2 separate regions of the Mus musculus genome follow, and region 1 is linked to region 2. A link is a contact called in public promoter capture Hi-C data. All regions are on one chromosome and are shown on one strand. Each heading gives the region's core, a stretch centred on a gene start, on an enhancer-like site or on the middle of the called end of the contact. The rest is flanking DNA. Distances are from core to core; before and after follow the strand shown.

Region 1 (4,158 bases), core at 1,198-3,697, 840 kb before region 2:
AGATATAGTGTGGCCAGCTGCCTCAAACTCCTTCCTGCAGACATGGACTGTAACCTGAAACGATACAGCAAATAAACCCTTACTTCTCTAAGTTGCCTGTACTCAGGGTATTTTTATCACAGCCATAGAAATGAAAGTTTAAAAAGAAAGACATATGTTGTTGTGGACTCTATTTTTTCTAAAGCTGTCTTGGCTTTCCTTTGTTTCCTTATTGACTAACGATTCCGGGCATTTATTTTTCATGATCTATGTAGTAAAGTTTAAAACTAACTGGGGTGGATTAAAAATTAGGACAGGGTATCAGATGTACTTTAGAATGAACTTTGCTGTGATAGGTTCTTGAGTCGTGCTTAGTGAGCTCATCAGGGGCAGATTGGCCTTTCAGTACCCAAGTCTGTCTTCAAGGGCCTTCATGGTTTTCCTCAGTGTATATGTAAAACATTTATATATACACAGGAAGACACAGACACTCACACACACACACACACAGAGACACACAGATTATACAGACATGCACATGTATATTTAAAAAGATATATGAAGAGTGGTGGTCTTTGAAGTAAACTATACCTAAATATTATGCCAGCTGAGCTGCCCAGACAGCATTATGCTGAGATGGTATCTTGATAAAATAAAATAAGATTATTTTACCTATCCTATCTATCTATCTATCTATCTATCTATCTATCTATCTATCTATCTCTTCTCTCTGCTGTCTCATGTAGCCCAGACTGACCTGCAATTCACTGTGTGTTGGGTCCAAAGCAGGCTCCCAAATGGCGGTGCCACTGACAATGTCCTAAATGACAACCTGGGCTCAGCTCAGCCTGCCTCTGACTGGATAAACGAAGGATTGTTAGGGGGTAAACAAAAATCCTAAACTCTCAGAAGTCTTGGAAGTAGTTTTCTGTTTGTCGGGAAAAGCCAATACTTGCCTAGTCCTCCTCCCAACCCCTCCTTAGCCAACTGCTTCAAGAGGTCATTGGTCCCTGGTTAATGAAAACAAGCCTGCAACAAATCAAAGCCCCCCGCCCCAATCAGGCTGTTCTAACCTGCATATCCCCGGACCCCACACACACTGCTACCTGTCCCCTTAAAACTGGCAAGGTTTTTCATGCCATTTGCTGTTCTCTCTGCCTTTAAGAGACAGCCTGGCAGTTCGGTCCTCCATAAACCTTCCCTTCTTCCCACAGCGTGGTCTAGTCTGCTGGTTTCACTGCACCCACATTCACAGTGTGTAGCTGGAGATGACCTTGAATTCAAGACCCTCTCTCTTTAGCCGGGCCCCTTTCCTCTCCCTTGCCTAGTTCCTTTGTTCACTGGTTTCTCACAGACTTGCTTCCTAACCTTGCTTCTCCCAGTACTGGCATCATAGCTGTGTGCAGTCATGACCAGTTTAACAGCACTGCGGACTGAACTGAGACCTTGCTAAGAAAGCAGTTGACCATCTGAACTATATCCCCCAGTCCCCTGCTTATCATTCTTGTCCTATCTAAATCCCCAGCTCAGCCCAGGCCACAGGCCACCTGGCTTTGAACTTTGATGCCCATTCTTTATTATTACTAGAACACCATCTTCTCCTGGGGGGCAAAGGGGGTAGGGTGCGGGAGAGAAGTAACAAGAAAAAAATGTATCCATGCATTCCAGCCCAGTGGCCTGGAAGCATACTTGTAGGTTAGAACTGTGTTTGTGAGAAACCAATGAACAGGGGACTGTAAGGTCAGAAAGTCGCCGAGGGAAGACCCCAGACTCAGATAGCATGCAAAGACCAAGAGCATTTATTCTGCAGAAACCAGCGTGCGCACGTGCGTGCGTGTGTGTGTGTGTGTGTGTGTGTGTGTGTGTGTGTGTGTGTGTGCGTGCGTGCGCGCGCGCGCGCGCGCGTGCGTGCCTGCGTGCCTGTGTGCGCGCCCGAGTGGAGTTAGTCATTCTCTAAAATGGCGACCCCAGGCAAAAGCACGCAGGCCTTCTTTAGGGAACTGGTGGAACTGTCTAGAAAGATTAGGTAATCTGAAATTTCATTGATGGTTGCTAGGGAGTCACAGGTGTGGTCCGCATTCCAGTCTTGAACATTTAACCATGCGATGAAATAGGACCACCCAGTGCATTCTGAGATGTTTCCTCATTTTTGTGGTTATCCCCAGGCAGTTCTTTGGGTTTTATGATCTTGTTCTGGATTTTATGGTCTGTTCCTAGAGCTGGTGTCTTATGACTTAGTTTCTGAGACCTATGGCCTATTCCTGAAGCTAGTGCCTTAGGGCCCTTTTTGAAATCAGGCCTGGTCCTTAAATGGAGAGAAATGGGGTTTATGTTGCCCTTTTGGAAGGAACTGGGAGAGGGAAAGGAAAGGGACCCAGCAAAAGGTGGCTCAGAAGCTGAGTCACCCTCATGGGGCAGGGGACTCGGTTGCCCCAACCCTGGGGCGAGCATCTGGACTCTGAGCTCTTCTTCCTAGTTAGTTGTTGCTTAAGAGCTGCCAGTGGTGAGGGTGGGGCACATAAGCCTCCAGGTCCTCCCCTTATGACATTTGCTGGCCAAACATGCAGCTCCTGCCAACTGAGGACAGTGTTCCAAAAAGTCAGACACATGGAACACAAGAAGTAGAAACGTGCAAGCAAGAATGGGTTACAAACATGGTAAAAGGACCCTAGGGACAGTAGAGACAGCAAGGTCTACGCAATGACTGCTTCCTAATCCGAGCTTCTCCAGTTCTGCTCTCTGGGATAAGCTTCCCTTTCCCTCCCAAGTCCTGGCATTGTTATGCAGATTATCTCAGGAGGCTTCACCTTGATCAGCTATGCCTTTGCTTCTTTTCTTGACTGGAATGTGAGCCTCAACAGGACATAGATTGTGAATGATTTATGGGCTGGCCCATAACAGGTGCTCCAAATGTATCCAAAGTCGTGGATTGTGTTCTTGTTTCTGTTTTCTCCGGCAGGTTTCACAATAATGAGGTTCTGATCTAGCCCTTGACTAATACTGTTGACAGTTCCTGAGTAGGCTGGCCACTGCCTGTGTTTCTCTTCTCTCTCTGTTCTACACAGTGTGCTGGTCTCTCTGACAATGTATGGGATAAATGTTAGCTGTCCTAGAAAATTCAGGGTAATGTCACTTACCACCAGAAGACCCGTCATTCTTAAACATGGTTAAACCTTTTCAAAAGCTGATGCATATTTTCATTTAAAATTGCCTCTTGGTACCAAAGAAAGGCATACATCCCTTGGCTTATGTATTAAACAATATAAATTGCTTTTATATTGTTTAATGTACCCTCAAGATGTTCATCCATTCGACAAACAAAAAGTTCAAGGCATGAAGCAGGTGCTGAGAGAATTCAGTTGTCAGTTGCCTGCACTGGGAGAATATGGAGACTGACTATTCAGAGATATGACCGAGCTATCAACAAGCATTGGAGCAAATCCAAATTAATTCTGCATCCAAAACCATGTTCTGAGCATTCTTATTTAATTTGTACTTAGTGTAATGTATACTTAACACACATACTACAGGCGAATTTTCAGCTTTACAAAAGTATTTTTTATAGGAGTCCTCTAAATGATAACCTTCCTGATTGAATTAAAACTGTCATTTGATCTATCATACTTGGCTTTTTTTTTTTTATGAAACTTGTTCTAGTTAACTATCTGTCACTCAAACAAAGTACCCAGGACACTAATAAATTCAAGTAGAGGAAAGGTTTATTTAGGTACATAGCTTTGAGATTCTAACCCAGGTCTGGTCGGTCCTGTAGCTTTTGCTCTTGCAGTCGGTTGGTCACACACCAAGACAAAAAGGTGAGAACAGGACCAGTTACTTCATATCCAGGAAACAAAAGAGAGGGAGCCCCACAGCCTTTGAGGATACATTCCCAGTGATATAAAGACTTCACACTCGGATCTGCCACAATCTGCCAACAGTGAGATGCTGAGAATTAACCTTTATTACATGAGCCATTGGGAAAATTAAAAATCCAAACAGTAGGCTAATTCTTTGGGATTCAGTTTACTTGGAATAATGTCACTTTAGAGGCCCCACTATTTGTCCTCTAATTGCACTGACTTCAGTGATAGTTAATGTTAACTGCCCTCTAGATAAGGCAAATTCCCAGAGGAGGCAGTGACAAAAGAGAGAAGTTGCTTCACAAAGCTAAGGAAGGCC
Region 2 (4,487 bases), core at 574-3,073:
TTCATAAAAAGAGGACTATGAGCCTATAACACTGCATGCTATGGTATCATATTCACCCCTATATTAAAGGGGCGCATCCAAAGTTCAGTGTAGAAACTCCAAAGTTTGGAGAAGGACAGACATTTCAACTGAAAAGCATGTCAGCAATCCCACACTACCAGAATGGTTTATTCCAAGCAATACCCTGGTAATTAGCCATGGTGGCATCTAGGGGAAATTTCATCAGATTCATTGAAGGCTATACCAAAGACACATGAAGCCGTGTTTGATGTGCAAAACAGCTTCAAGAAACAAACAGTTATAATTTCCATTCCCTTCTAGGTCCTTACATGGAAGTCCTGGAGATGGCAGCCCCTTCAAAGCAACTAACACCCCCCCCCACCCCACCCCCGCCTTCCTACTCCAACTCCAGCAGCTGCTTGCCACTTCCCAATACAGTATTACCATCTAAGATCAGGTATTTGTATTAGGGAGTGTGTGCATGTAATGAGTGTGTGGGTACATCCATGCAGAGCCCAGAGCAAGGCATTGGGTGTCTTCCTCTATTGCTACCTGTCTATCACCTTGAGGCAGGGTGTTACGGAACCAACTAGGCCCAATGAGGTCTTGGGATCTGCCACCTCTGCCTCCCAATCTCTGCAGTTACCAGCAGGCTCAGGCACAGGGGGTTTTAATGGGGAGGGGGCTGGGGGGAGGATTCTAACTTAGGTCCTCATGGTTGCAAGAGCAAAGGCTATTACCCTCTGCAACTATTCTTTCTGTGTATGATGCATGCGTGATGGAGTTTGAATCGGAGGATGTGAAAGGCAGTCCACCTTGTTTGTTTGAGCTGCGTCCACCAGGCTAGTTAGGTCTTAGGCTGAGCTCTCTGGGATTTTCCACTCTTACCTTCCCCTCTCTCAGCAGTGAGGTCACAGGGACAGGCACCTGATTCAACAGACCTAAGATCATGTTCTTAAAGACTATGGGATAAGCCAGAGGTGCCCTGTTGACACCACAGGAAAGTGGCCATGCCCTTAGCTAGCAGCCCTGACACTTGAGAGATTCATTTACCTTTAAGGTCATGCCCATTAACTATGAATCCCTAAAGGGGGGCATGAACCCGTAATTTTAAACATCAGCCAATTTGGGTGCAGGTGGGTCTGTGTAAAACGAGTCCACTACGTTTAAAAGACAACGTCTCTAAAACATGATTTCGTGCATGCTGGGGGGGGGGGGGGTTGGGGTGGGGGAGGGACATAATTACATTTCGTGAAATTTCCTTAAGTTTCTTTCTTCTAGGCCAACTAAATCTCGAATAAATATTTCCTCTTTAGTATAGAAGTGACTGAGTGCCATGTGGCGCATCAACACCAGAAGGTCGCCGGTGGTACCCGAGGTAACAGCAGCAGCGGCTTCACCTTAGTCCCGTCTCCCGAACGAACAGGCATAGCACACAAGTCCATTCCAGGCGCCGTGGCTCCTCAAACCTGCACAGGAGAGAGCATATACAAAGGGAATTCATCGCTAGGTACGAGTGTTGGTAAGGACACACGTCAGCCCGCCTCTGCGGAAAGCGGGAGACCCGGAGGCCGAGGCAGTCGCCTGCAGGCGCTCCACGCTCCCGCTCACTTCCCGGAGATCCGGGTTTCGCGCCGAGGGGCAGAAGGCACGTGGATCAGAGTCATGGGGACCCCACTTTCCTCCACACGGCCCGCTGCTCCAGTGACCGCCCGGCCGCCCGCATAGGGGCTCGCTCGCTCACCTGGGGTTCAGAACGGCGGCGAGCGGCTGCTGCAAGCGCAGCCATGGACCTTTCGATTTGCGCGGGATCGGGAAGCCCCGCCCAGCGGACATGACGTCCCTGGGCGTCCTGAGCCGCAGCCTCCACCTCCCGCTTTCTATGACCCGACTTTCCTCTTAGCCGAGTCCTGAGCCCTTCCTTGCAAGGTAGGAAGTCCGCCGCCAATGGCCAATGCCATCTCGAACTCGGCGACGCTAGAAGCGAAAAGTCGGCTTGTTTGTGAGAGAAGTGGGGTGGTGGTAAGGGAGGGGGCAAGAGAAACTCTAGGCCCGGAAGTTGCGCTCTCGCCGGTGCTGCTGGGAGTTGTAGTTCTCCCTTGACCAAGCCACTGGATCCAGGTACATGCGTGCTAAAGAACTCCCAACTTGGAGTCAAACATATTTTGTTATTTTAAACCCGGAAAAGGAGCCCAGTTCATAGTTGCTTAATTCCAGGCCAACACCACAGTCTTTCGTCTCCGAAACATCCTCACCTCTATGCAAATTGAAGTTTTGTACAAAGCTTTCATGTTGCTATAGTTTGATTATAGTCTGCGCTTACCCACTTTATTCATTATATGGCTTTATCCCTGATACGAGTTGGGAAAATGTTATCCTTATAACTAAGAAACAAAATGGCCCAATGGTTCAAGTTATTAAACCCTGTATATTGTTGGTTGTATTGGGTCACATTTCCTAGTGTTATCAAGGAAAGAAAACCCCTCTAGTTTCTCTTCTTAATGGACTTTTAAAAACTTACTAATTTTAGAAGTCACACAGCCGGACTGTACATAATTTAGTCTCTTACTGTCTTTGCCCCAGCAGACTCCTCTGACTGAAGCTATCTAAGTGTGAAATTGAAAGACTCCGAGAGGAGCCCCTCGCTCAGGCCTCAGGACAATAGCGGACACCCAAGAACTCATGAGAGACCAAGCTTGATGCAAACCACATGAGGCTTTATTCGGGGAAAGCTAGAGCTCTGGGGACGACTCACATCCCACGCAGGAGTAGAGGAGTCGACCCTGAGGGGAAAGGGGTCTCAGTTTTTATAGGCCCTGGGGGGAAGGAGAAGGGGGGAGTAGGGGATTTCCAGATCTAAACAATGTCTATTCTCAAGAAATGGGTATGGGAGGGGTACAAGGAAAGAGTCTGGTGCAGGTGTAGCAACTCCGGATTGGCTGGGCTGTGGTTGCTGGGGAGATTTTCTGACTCTCCCAGCAACCAATATCACAAACACCTGGCAGTGAGGTGCAGCAGTGGGCACACACATGGGTTCAAGGAATGGTCAAAACATTGGCAGACACACAGGTTCAAGGAGTGGCCAGAGCATTGTGCACCTCTATTTTTTCTAAATCAGTGAAGCTAGTTCTGCTAACAGTGACATCAATCTTGCCAATTTCAGGGCTTCTGTGACCTTTTACATTCTGTCAGGATCTTTTAAAATAAGAATCTTCCCTGCCCATGTCTGTAAAAAAAAAAGCTTTTCTCTCTCTTGCCCTCCATGTAAAGATACCATGTGTGATCCTCTCTGCTCTCTGGGTTCACCTTTAATATCCTAACAATTCAGTGACAAATTAGTTATTCTCCAGGAAAGGAACTCAAAAGATGCACGATGGTATTATCTGTTGTGTTACCTTTCTTTAAACTTACAGAACCCCAAACATCCATTAATATATAAGTACTAATTAACACAGAGTACCTGGTGCACTGGTAAGGCGGACTACTACCCCAGTGATATGTTCCCCCAGCAAATCCCTAGATCATATTCGTGACTGCAGCCCCAAGGAGGCTGGGCTTTGTTGGGGAGCTACACCATCATTGGTTTTCAAGTAAATCTTTTTCTTTGCCCAAACAAATTGACTTTAAGTCATTAGACTTTCTGAAAGAATGTGGATTTACAGTTATAGAAAATGCCCAGATCTGGCTAATGTCCTCTTTTCTTTGTTATATTGTGGTAAAACACACACACACACAATATATCTTTCTATCTATCTGAATGAAAAATTTTAAATGTATATTTAAAATATGCATATTTTATAGCTCATAGAAGCAGAAGGATAATCATTTAATATATTAAGAAGCCTGCATGTGCCAGGCAATGGTGGCTCATGCCTTTAATCTCAGCACTTGGGAAGCAGAGGCAGGTGGATTCCTGAGTTCGAGGCCAGCTTGGTCTACAGTGTGAGATCCAGGACAGCCAGGGCTACATAGAGAAACCCTGTCTCAAACCAAAACCAAACAAACAAAAACAAAAAGCCTGAATGTATTTGCATGAAAAAGGAAAAAAAATCAGAGTTAAGAATGGAGATATTGGGCCTGAGAGATGGCTGAACAGTTTATAGCTGGCTGCTTTTCCAGAGTACCTGGGTTCAATTCTCAGAATCCACATGGTGACTCACAACTGTTTATAACTTCAGTTCCCAGGGGGTCTGATGCCTCTTCTAGTCCACTAGATACCAGACATCTATGAGGTTTATAGACATACTTGTGCTGGACATGCTGGGGCTGGAGAAATGTCTCAGTAGTTAAGGAGGACCTGAATTTGATTCCAGCACCAATAATGGATGGCTCACAACCACCAATAACTCCAACTCCGGGGGATCTGACTCATTTGGCCACTCTGGACACTCACACACACTCCCACTCTCTCACACAAACACACACACTTAAAAATAGTATAATTTATTTTATAAAGCCGGATATCCAAAGACAGGTTTGGAACGCTA

What was found. Promoter capture Hi-C pulls out the DNA fragments that hold promoters and counts their contacts.
Region 1: a promoter capture Hi-C map of liver shows a contact between it and region 2, with 2.2 times the contacts expected there. The contact joins the enhancer-like site here to the promoter of Exo1 in region 2. A contact is called at or near these places in 8 of 39 promoter capture datasets (the 3T3-L1 cell line, 3T3-L1-derived adipocytes, the C10 cell line and 5 more), 1 of 484 Hi-C or Micro-C datasets (B cells) and 3 of 115 datasets of contacts at active chromatin or transcription factors (bone marrow-derived macrophages and stem cell-derived neural progenitor cells).

What each region holds. Positions count from the first base shown.
Region 1 is chr1:176,722,855-176,727,012 of GRCm38.p6, reverse strand. No RefSeq gene overlaps it. Among named protein-coding and RNA genes, the nearest start is that of Gm26104, 24 kb to the right of the region's middle. Within about 2 kb of position 2,447, at least 28 of the 459 cell types and tissues checked have an H3K27ac peak or open chromatin away from gene starts, as enhancers often do. A contact at or near this core is called in liver, where this site is marked.
Region 2 is chr1:175,878,114-175,882,600 of GRCm38.p6, reverse strand. Exo1 (exonuclease 1) reads right to left here and starts at 1,823. Exons shown (of 15, transcript NM_012012.4): 1 at 1,745-1,823; 2 at 1,401-1,469. Gm36360 (a long non-coding RNA gene) reads left to right here and starts at 1,846. Exons shown (of 3, transcript XR_373723.2): 1 at 1,846-1,929.